Regions from separate parts of the Ovis aries genome. Here region 2 is linked to region 1. The links are chromatin contacts, called in public Hi-C maps. All regions are on one chromosome and are shown on one strand. Each heading gives the region's core, a stretch centred on a gene start, on an enhancer-like site or on the middle of the called end of the contact. The rest is flanking DNA. Distances are from core to core; before and after follow the strand shown. Region 1 overlaps EPC1 (enhancer of polycomb homolog 1). Region 2 has its middle 88 kb from the start of KIF5B.

The links. A called contact is a pair of places that touch in the nucleus more often than the background predicts.
Region 2: a Hi-C map of blood shows a contact between it and region 1, with 2.9 times the contacts expected there. The contact joins two enhancer-like sites. A contact is called at or near these places in 12 of 16 Hi-C or Micro-C datasets (blood, hypothalamus, liver and 6 more).

Annotation. Positions count from the first base shown.
Region 1 is chr13:32,536,778-32,541,190 of ARS-UI_Ramb_v3.0, forward strand. The region is part of intron 1 of EPC1 (enhancer of polycomb homolog 1); the gene reads left to right. Among named protein-coding and RNA genes, the nearest start is that of EPC1, 37 kb to the left of the region's middle. Within about 2 kb of position 2,409, at least 3 of the 54 cell types and tissues checked have an H3K27ac peak or open chromatin away from gene starts, as enhancers often do.
Region 2 is chr13:32,605,099-32,609,511 of ARS-UI_Ramb_v3.0, forward strand. No RefSeq gene overlaps it. Among named protein-coding and RNA genes, the nearest start is that of KIF5B, 88 kb to the right of the region's middle. Within about 2 kb of position 1,748, at least 8 of the 54 cell types and tissues checked have an H3K27ac peak or open chromatin away from gene starts, as enhancers often do.

The DNA.
Region 1 (4,413 bases), core at 1,159-3,658:
GATGTGACTTATATTAATACATTGCAACAACTGGATAAATCAATTTAGGGGGACATCATCAGGAAAACAAGTGATTCAGATGCTTTAGACAACTTATTTGAACTACTTTCAGTGAATTACTTGGAGTTATCTTGATCAAGTTTATTAAGGACTGTGACTGTAGGTAATGATTTTGAGAAATTGCAGCATTTTAAACAGAGCAGATACCCGACGTTGCACCTTTAAATATATGAATTGTGTTTCATCCACCAGCCTCACTGTAGGTAGATGAAAACCAAAAACAAATTCATAGTTAATAAACTTACTGTGACCCATAATCTCAGATTTCTCTTTAATTAATAGAGATATAATCAGTTCTTTAAAAGATAAAGCCCTTCATTTATGTGTTGTTATAGAGGTTATCGTTAAACAGTTGATTCAGCTTTGGATATGCATGGTGAGAGTTTGGGAATTTTGCAACAGATTATTAAAGCAAATCATTTTGGTTGAATTTCCTTCAGTATAGCAAGTACTGGCTGAAGAAATAACGATGCAGGCTTTAGAATAAGTCCAGGGGAAAGATAAGCTGAGGTTGAAAGTGTTCTGTGGATGATTTAATATAGGTTCAGATCTTTTTCTATATTGGGATGAATTGTTTTGATTATCATAGAATCACAAGTACCAGTTGTATATCCTCTGAGAAAGATGCACTTTGACATTTGTGGCCTTTGACAAGTCACTTAACCTTACAGGATGAATTTCAGTCTCTGCATGTGCCAGCCTCTCCTGACCTCCTTATGAGGGAGGTGGCTGTCAGGAGTGTCAGATGGTGTATGTGAGGGCGCTGTAAACACACACTGCATTGTCACCAAATACTGATTGAACACTCAGTGTGGCCTTGCTTCCTGTTGCTGTTCAAAACCACTTACATTTGTACAGTCCTTTGTTTTTAGAGTTGTCTAGTGTAGATGTGAGAGTTGTATGATGTAGGTGTAGAAAGCTGTATCTTTAGGTAATTATTAATTGGAGAAAGCATCAGACTGGGAGTTATTAGACCTAAGCCCTCACCCCACTTCCAGCTGTCTGCCCATGTGTGTGTATATGTACACTTGAGTTTGTGTGCTCTCGTGCACCTGGGTTTTCTTAACTGCAAGATGAAGTAGGGTTCTGATAATTTTCTGTGATAATGGGTATATTATATTATCCCTGCACTAGATCCGTTTCCATATGTATTTTATAATAATCAATTTTTTAAATTAGTTGATGGCTTCATTTGCACACATAAACAGTTTACACAGAAGTAAAAGTAGTCTGGGTACATGGGTAATTAGTTCCAGTTTAGTCTAGAAAGCTTATGTTTTAAAGGACTTAAAAAATATAAGTGAGTGTAGAACATTTTTACTGTTAGGAGAATTTGAAATTAGAGGCAGAATTTTGTATTGAGGGTTTCAAATTCATGCTTTTACTGTAAAAGTAATTACTATAGAGTAATAGAGTCTGAAAGGGAAAGAAAATATAAATATGGCTTTTTTGAAGTATATTGTACAGAGACTTAAGAAAATACAGATAAATCCATTTTCATTTACTTTTCAGAGTGCGAATATTTATTGTGCACTTACAGTGAGCCCAGGACTGTTACAGGTCCTGTGGATCCGACAGTGAACAAACAGTTCTCTTTCTCATGGATCTTGTGTTCTAGCATGCAGGCTCTGTGAGGGTGGGACTTTGTGTCTGCTTTATTCATAGGTGTATTTTCAGCACCTGAAATTGTGCCTGGCACATAGTAAGTGTCCGGTCTTTGTTTAATTGAATGATTGAATTCTAATGGGAAGACACAGACAAAAAGCAAATGAATAGAAGTGGCAGTGGATCAAGACAGCACAGAGTTTCTGGTGGAAGGAGGAGAATTCTGTGTGTGAGAGGGTCAAAGAATGGGCCCTGAAACTTGACGAGGGAGGAGCCAGCGCTCTGAAGATCTGAAGGAGAACATTCCAGGCAGACCTGAGGCACAGGGCGTACACGGCCAGTGCGGCGGGGGCAATGTGGAGAGGGTCGAGGAGTGTGAGCGAAGGGCCCAGAGGCAGTCGGGCCCATTTCTGGTGAGTTGTTACAGGCGACTGTACTTCCCTGGTGGCTCAGACGGTAAAGCATCTGCCTACATGCAGGAGACCTGGGTTCGATCCCTGGGTGGGGAAGATCCTCTGGAGAAGGCAATGGCAACCCACTCCAGTACTCTTGCCTGGAAAATCGCATGGACGGAGGAGCTTGGTAGGCTACAGTCCATGGGGTCACTAAGAGTCGGACATGACTGAGCGACTTCACTTCACTTCCCACGGAGTTTGGATTGTTTTGAAATGAAGTAATAAGCGAGTTTCAGACAAGAGAGGACATGATCTGAATTCTGTTTTTCAAGGTTATTGTCACTGTGGTGTGCAGAATGAGTCGTACTGGGCAGGAGTGGCTCTGACCTAGGTGGTGGTAGGGACGAGGAGACGTGGATGGACTAGAGGCACATTTTGAAGGTAGAACCAGCAGAGCTTGGCTGACAGATCAGAACATACTAGAGGGAGAAAGAGAATCAAGGCTTCAGTTCAGTTCAGTCACTCAGTCGTGCCCACTCTTTGCAGCCCCATGGACTGCAGCACGCCAGGCCTCCCTGTCCATCGCCAACTCCCGGAGTTTACTCAGACTCTTGTCCATTGAGTCGGTGATGCCATCCAACCCTCTCACTCTCTGTCGTAATCGCTGATTTTTACCTTGAGCAGCTGGGTGGACGGGTGATTAGGTGGCTTACTGACGGAGGGAAAAATGCAAGAGGGAGGGTTTGTGAAGGATGGAGTTACTCAGTTTGCAGTGCCTCTTCTTCACGTTTAGTTGCCTGTGCAAGAATGTAATGCTTTAGAACAGTCTGCACTGCAGGTGCGATTCAGACATCACGGGCTGTACTGTCAATCTGAAAGCCTTTGGGATGTGGGTGTGTCTTAAAACTGCATCGAGCCTCAGACAGAGGAGAAGCTCTTAGAGGATTAGGAGGAAAGTGAGTCTAGAGCTGTCTCAAGAGGGCAGGACATGTGGCAGCTGTGGCCCCTGGGCAGATGAGTGAGGGAAGGTGGCCATCCAACCTGATGCATGCCGTTGGCCTATCTTGATAGTGTGGTGGGAAGGAAGTCGTGATTGGGACAGAAGAAATACTGTAAGATAAAGGGTCGGTGCAAGTTTGGATGACTCCTTGGAATAGTTCTGCTATGAGAGGAGCTGAAGAAATGGCTGGGGAGGGCATGGGGAAATCAACAAATGATTTTTTTTTTTAATGCGTTCCAAAGTTATAGTGGACGGAAACCAGGGAAGCAAAGCTGAGTCCTCCATTGCACCGGCCACTCCCTCAAGAGTTCCCAGGCCACAGGAAAAGGTCTACAGAGAGGTCCCTGGGCTCTCCAGCTGAAAAGTGATCTGAGCCTGTCTTCGGGGAAACAGCTGGAAGGGAGGAGGGACGTTCCCGGGACCTCACATTGGGCAGGAAGTTGGGTCCTCACTGACCAGAGTGGAAAGATCTAATGCAGAGGGCATCCGATACAAGTTCCCAGAGGGCTATTCTAGAGTAAACTGTTCTGGGCTCACCCTAATAAAGACCAAACACTGTCCTCCAAAAGAGCCAACTAATTTCAGATAGCTGTGTCCCAGAAGAAAGCCCCACAGTGCTTAAAGGGATACTAGAAGGTCCTACAGCATAAAACTAATGTTTGGTGTCCATTAAAAAGAAAATCAGAGATGCAGAGAAGCTGGAAAAGCTAGCTAACAACTAAGGAAGAGTTATCAACAAAAAGAGACGTAGAAATAACCCAGATAATAAAATTAGTAAACAAAAATGTTAAAACAGCTATTATAAATAAGTTATTAGAACTAATATACTAGTTGGACTGATGTCTTTGAAAAGAGTAAGATAATCCTATTTCCTCTTCTCCTCAAGGGCTTTATTCATAAAAACTGGTTGCTATCTTTCCCTGGATTAATTTCTTGGAGGGATTGGTCACTGATTAGAGCAGAAGTACTTTTTCCTTTTTAGAAGTATGAAAGGATACGGTACACAGGTTTGAGCATTGACAGGGGGAGGATGGGGGTGTGTTTCCTCTGGTTCTTTTTTCTTTATGATGTATGAGGTGAGGTCATCGCCTCAGAGTGTGGGAGCCTGTGAGACAGAGGTGAGTGTGAGATGCTCACTTACTAGAGAAATGTAACAAGATGTGATGAATCAGCTGGGGCTCAGTATTTGTGATCATTTAAATTGAGACCAGTCCACTCACTTGGGCATATGAATTCAGATATTCAACTCAAGTTCAAGACTAAAGTAGGTATATAATAAGGTTCTTGTGCAGTTGAGGTTTGCCCAGCAAGTACAAAGGAGGGGAAAAGGGGGATGAGGAGATTACCCTATGT
Region 2 (4,413 bases), core at 498-2,997, 68 kb after region 1:
ACCCACTCCGGTGTTCTTGCCTGGAGAATCCCAGGGACGGGGGAGCCTGGTGGGTTGCCGTCTCTGGGGTCGCACAGAGTCGGACATGACTGAAGTGACTTAGCAGCAGCAGCAGCTTTCTTCACAGTCCAATTCTTACAACCATACATGACTACTGGAAAAACCATAGCCTTGACTAGACGGACCTTTGTTGGCAAAGTAATGTCTCTGCTTTTGAATATGCTATCTAGGTTGGTCATAACTTTTCTTCTAAGGAGTAAGCGTCTTAATTTCATGGCTGCAGTCACCATCTGCAGTGATTTTGGAGCCCAAAAAAATAAAGTCTGACACTGTTTCCACTGTTTCCCCATCTATTTCCCATGAAGTGATGGGACCAGATGCCATGATCTTCATTTTCTGAATGTTGAGCTTTAAACCAACTTTTTCACTCTCCTCTTTCACTTTCATCAAGAGGCTTTTTAGTTCCTCTTCACTTTCTGCCATAAGGGTGGTGTCATCTGCATATCTGAGGTTATTGATATTTCTCCCGGCAATCTTAATTCCAGCTTGTGCTTCTTCCAGCCCGGCGTTTCTCATGATGTACTCTGCATAGAAGTTAAATAAGCAGGGTGACAATATACAGCCTTGACGTACTCCTTTTCCTATTTGGAACCAGTCTGTTGTTCCATGTCCAGTTCTAACTGTTGCTTCCTGACCTGCATACAGATTTCTCAAGAGCCAGATCAGGTGGTCTGGTATTCCCATCTCTCTCAGAATTTTCCACAGTTTATTAATAGCTTGAAATTGGCCATGATGGGAATATTTGGCATCCAAGAAATTGGTAAACACTACAATTTTTTTTCTGTTGTTTTTGTTTGTAGTGCTGGTTGCCAAACATTTACCAGCCCTCCACTATGGCCAGCACAGTCATAACTCTGGGTCTTGCCTGCCACTGAACAATAAACTCACCACGGGCATGGTGCTAGGGGATGTTAAGGGTAGGCACTGAGTCATGTCAAGAGTGTTAGTTCTGTTCACTGGTCCTAGGGGAAATGGATGCAAAAAAAGATCATCAAGACCTGATGCGGACAGTGTGTCAAGTCTACCGTTCTGTTCCAGCGTCTACCCGACTGCTGCATTATTCTGTGTCCTTGCTGCCTAGGACAGCCCAGACCAAATCCCTGCAAACCCAACCAAGCCTGCACACCACCCAACTCTATGCAAATAAATCTAATTATTAATGGAATGGTGGCCCAAAGCAAGGAATGGTTCCAGAGTCATCCTAATGCCATCAAAGGAAAAAGATCCAGATAGTTAAGGCCATGAAGTGATTGATAAGACGCCCTAGGACTCCTTCTTCAAACACCTGCTAATTGTTTACTAATCTGGCAACTTTGAGGCGCACTCTTAGCATGAGGGGGCTTCCCTGATAGCTCAGTTGGTAGAGAATTGGCCTGCAATGCAGGACACCCTGATTCCATTCCTGGGTCGGGAAGATCCGCTGGAGAAGGGATACCCACTCCAGTATTCTTGGGCTTCCTTGATGGCTCAGCTGGTAAAGGATCTGTCTGCAGTGTGGGAGACCTGGGTTTGATCCCTGGGTTGGGGAGATCCCCTGGAGAAGGGAAAGGCTACCCACTCCAGTGTTCTGGCCTGGAGAATTCATACAGTCCATGGAGTCACAAAGAGCAAGAGTGGACGGGACTGAGTGACTTTCACTTCACTTAGCACTAGGAGGAAATCACCGGTGCCCCCTTGTGGCAAGTTTTGAGGAAGAGTGAACCCAGACCTAGAGCTGCCCAGAAGCGGTGGGAAAGGAGAGGCAGCCGGGCGAAGCACAGAGCAGGGCGAGCTGCCGTGCCCGCACTTGTGTTATGAGGGGGGTAAGGGTGGGGAGCAGGTCTGCACTGTCTCTAGAAATGCGCCAAGTCAGCGAGACGTCTCAGAAAATGTTTCTAAGAAATAGAGGCAGCTTGTTCTTGCGGAAGGAAAGACGGCACAGCAAGCGCTACCTGCAGCCGAGTTGGCCTCACCCGGTTCTCCATCTGACAGCTTGCATCAGAGTCCCCTTGCACACTGATAAAAACGCACATTCCCAAACATCACCCAAACCCTCCAAATTCAGTTTCTCTGGGAGCAAATGTGCAAAACAAGCTCCTCCCATGTGTCTTACGAACACTGATGTCTGAGAATCACATGAATTCAAGGATGAGCCAGAAATTCAAGTGGTTTGTCATCATTGTCATCACCATCTGTCGCTGAAAGGCTCTCGTGGTCTCTGTCCCTGATCAAAGGAGGTCGAAGGGGCAGGACGATTAAGTACGATATGTGATCCTGGATGGATCCTGGTCCAGGAAAAGGATATTCGTGAGGCAACTGATGACATTTGAAAAATGTCTGAGGATTAGTTAATAGTATTTCCATGTCAGTTTTGGAATACGGTCCATAATATGAGAATAACTGTGTGGGCACAGATGGTCACTAGGCTTACCATGGTAATCATTCCATAACGTATGTAAATGTCAAATCACAAATGTTATACCCCTGAAACTAACATAATATGGTACATCAACTATAATTCAAGGTCCTTGCCTGTAATTGCCTGGAGATCCAGTGGTTGGTTAGGACTCTAAACTTTCACTGCCAAGAACTTGGGTTCTATCCCTCACCAGGGAACTAAGATCATACAAGCTGTGGGGCACAGCACCAAAAGAAAAAGTTCTTGTTTTGATAATTGTACTATGATTGTTCAGTCACCTCAGTGTGCGACCCTCTGGACTGTAGCCTGCCAGGCTTCTCTGTCCACGGATTCTGCTAGGCAAGAATACTGGAGTGGGCTGCCATGCCCCCCAGCCGAACTTCCCAACCCAGGGATCGAAACCGCAGCATCTTCTGCATCTTCTGCATCAAAGGTGGATTCTTTACCACTGAGCTACTGGGGAAGGGAAAGCTCCTGCTAAAATTGCTGCTGCTGCTGCTGCTAAGTCGCTTCAGTCGTGTCCAACTCTGTGCGACCCCATAGACAGCAGCCCACCAGGCTTCCCCGTCCCTGGGATTCTCCAGGCAAGAACACTGGAATAAGTGGCCATTTCCTTCTCCAATGCATGGAAGTGAAAAGTGAAAGTGAAGTCACTCAGTCGTGTCCGACTCTTAGCGACCCCATGGACTGCAGCGCACCAGGCTCCTCCTGGGATTTTCCAGGTAAGAGTGCTCGAGTGGGGTGCCATTGCTTTCTCCTGCTATGATTAAATATACTTAAATATATATTTAAATTTGGGAAAGCTGAGTAGGGAGTCTCTAGGAATTCCTTGCACAATTTTTTGTTGTTGTTCAGCCAGTCAGTCAGTCGTGTCCCACTGTCTGGGACCCCATGAACTGCAGCACTCCAGGCTTCCCTGTCCTTCACTATCTCCCAGAGCCTGCTCAAACTCATGTTCATTAAGCCAGTGATGCCATCCAACCATCTCATCCTCTGTAATCCCCTTCACCTCCTGCCTTCAATCTTTCCCAGCATCAGGATCTTTTCTAAGGAATCTGCTCTTCATATCAGGTGGCCCTAGTATTGGAGCTTCAGCTTCAGCATCAGTCCTTGCAAACACAAAACTATTTCAAACTTTTAAGTTATAAGTTTAAAAAAAAATTAAGCCTCCCATTTGATAAGCACATGTTACATCCTTGTTACTTGAAGTGTGGTCCACAGACCAGGAGCATCAGCTACACCTGGGAGCGAGCAAAGAGGCGCACATTCCAGACCGCTAGGTGGCCAGACCGCTACGTGCAACAATGCAGGCAACTTCCACGGTGGCTTCTCTTGGGTGCCAGGGCTTCCCCGGTGGCTTAGATGGTAAGGAATCCGCCTGCAGTATTGGAGAACTGGGTTTGATCCCTGTGTCGGGAAGATCCCTGGAGGAGGGCATGGCAACCCACTCCAATACTGTTGTCTGGAGAATCGCCATGGACAGAGGAACCTGGCAGGCTACAGTCCATGGGGTCTCAAAGTTGGACACAACTGAGCAGCTAAGCACAGCACAGCTTGGGCGGCAAGTACAAAAAATAGATCTCCACGCCCACCCACCAGAATCTGAAGTTAAGTCCCAGGCTTTAATGGGCTCAACACAACCTTACTCTCGCGAGACTGCCTCTCTCCAAGTCAACGGCTGCTCACGCGGGAAGAGCCGGCGGAGCACACAGTCCACAGACCGCGGAGGCGTGAGGTGCAGCCGACGGGCCAGTCCGCTCGTAGGTCACCTGTCAGTCACGCCCTCTCTGTGACCTCCTCGCATGCACTTGGACAGCGCCCTGGGTTCGCAGAGGCTGTCCGGGGCTCTGACGCGTGGAGATCTTCGGATCCTCATGGAGACCCCAGCACCCCAGACAGGACAGGACACTGCCATCCGTTCCAGCCCCAGCCTTCCCTTCAGGTCTCTCTCTGGT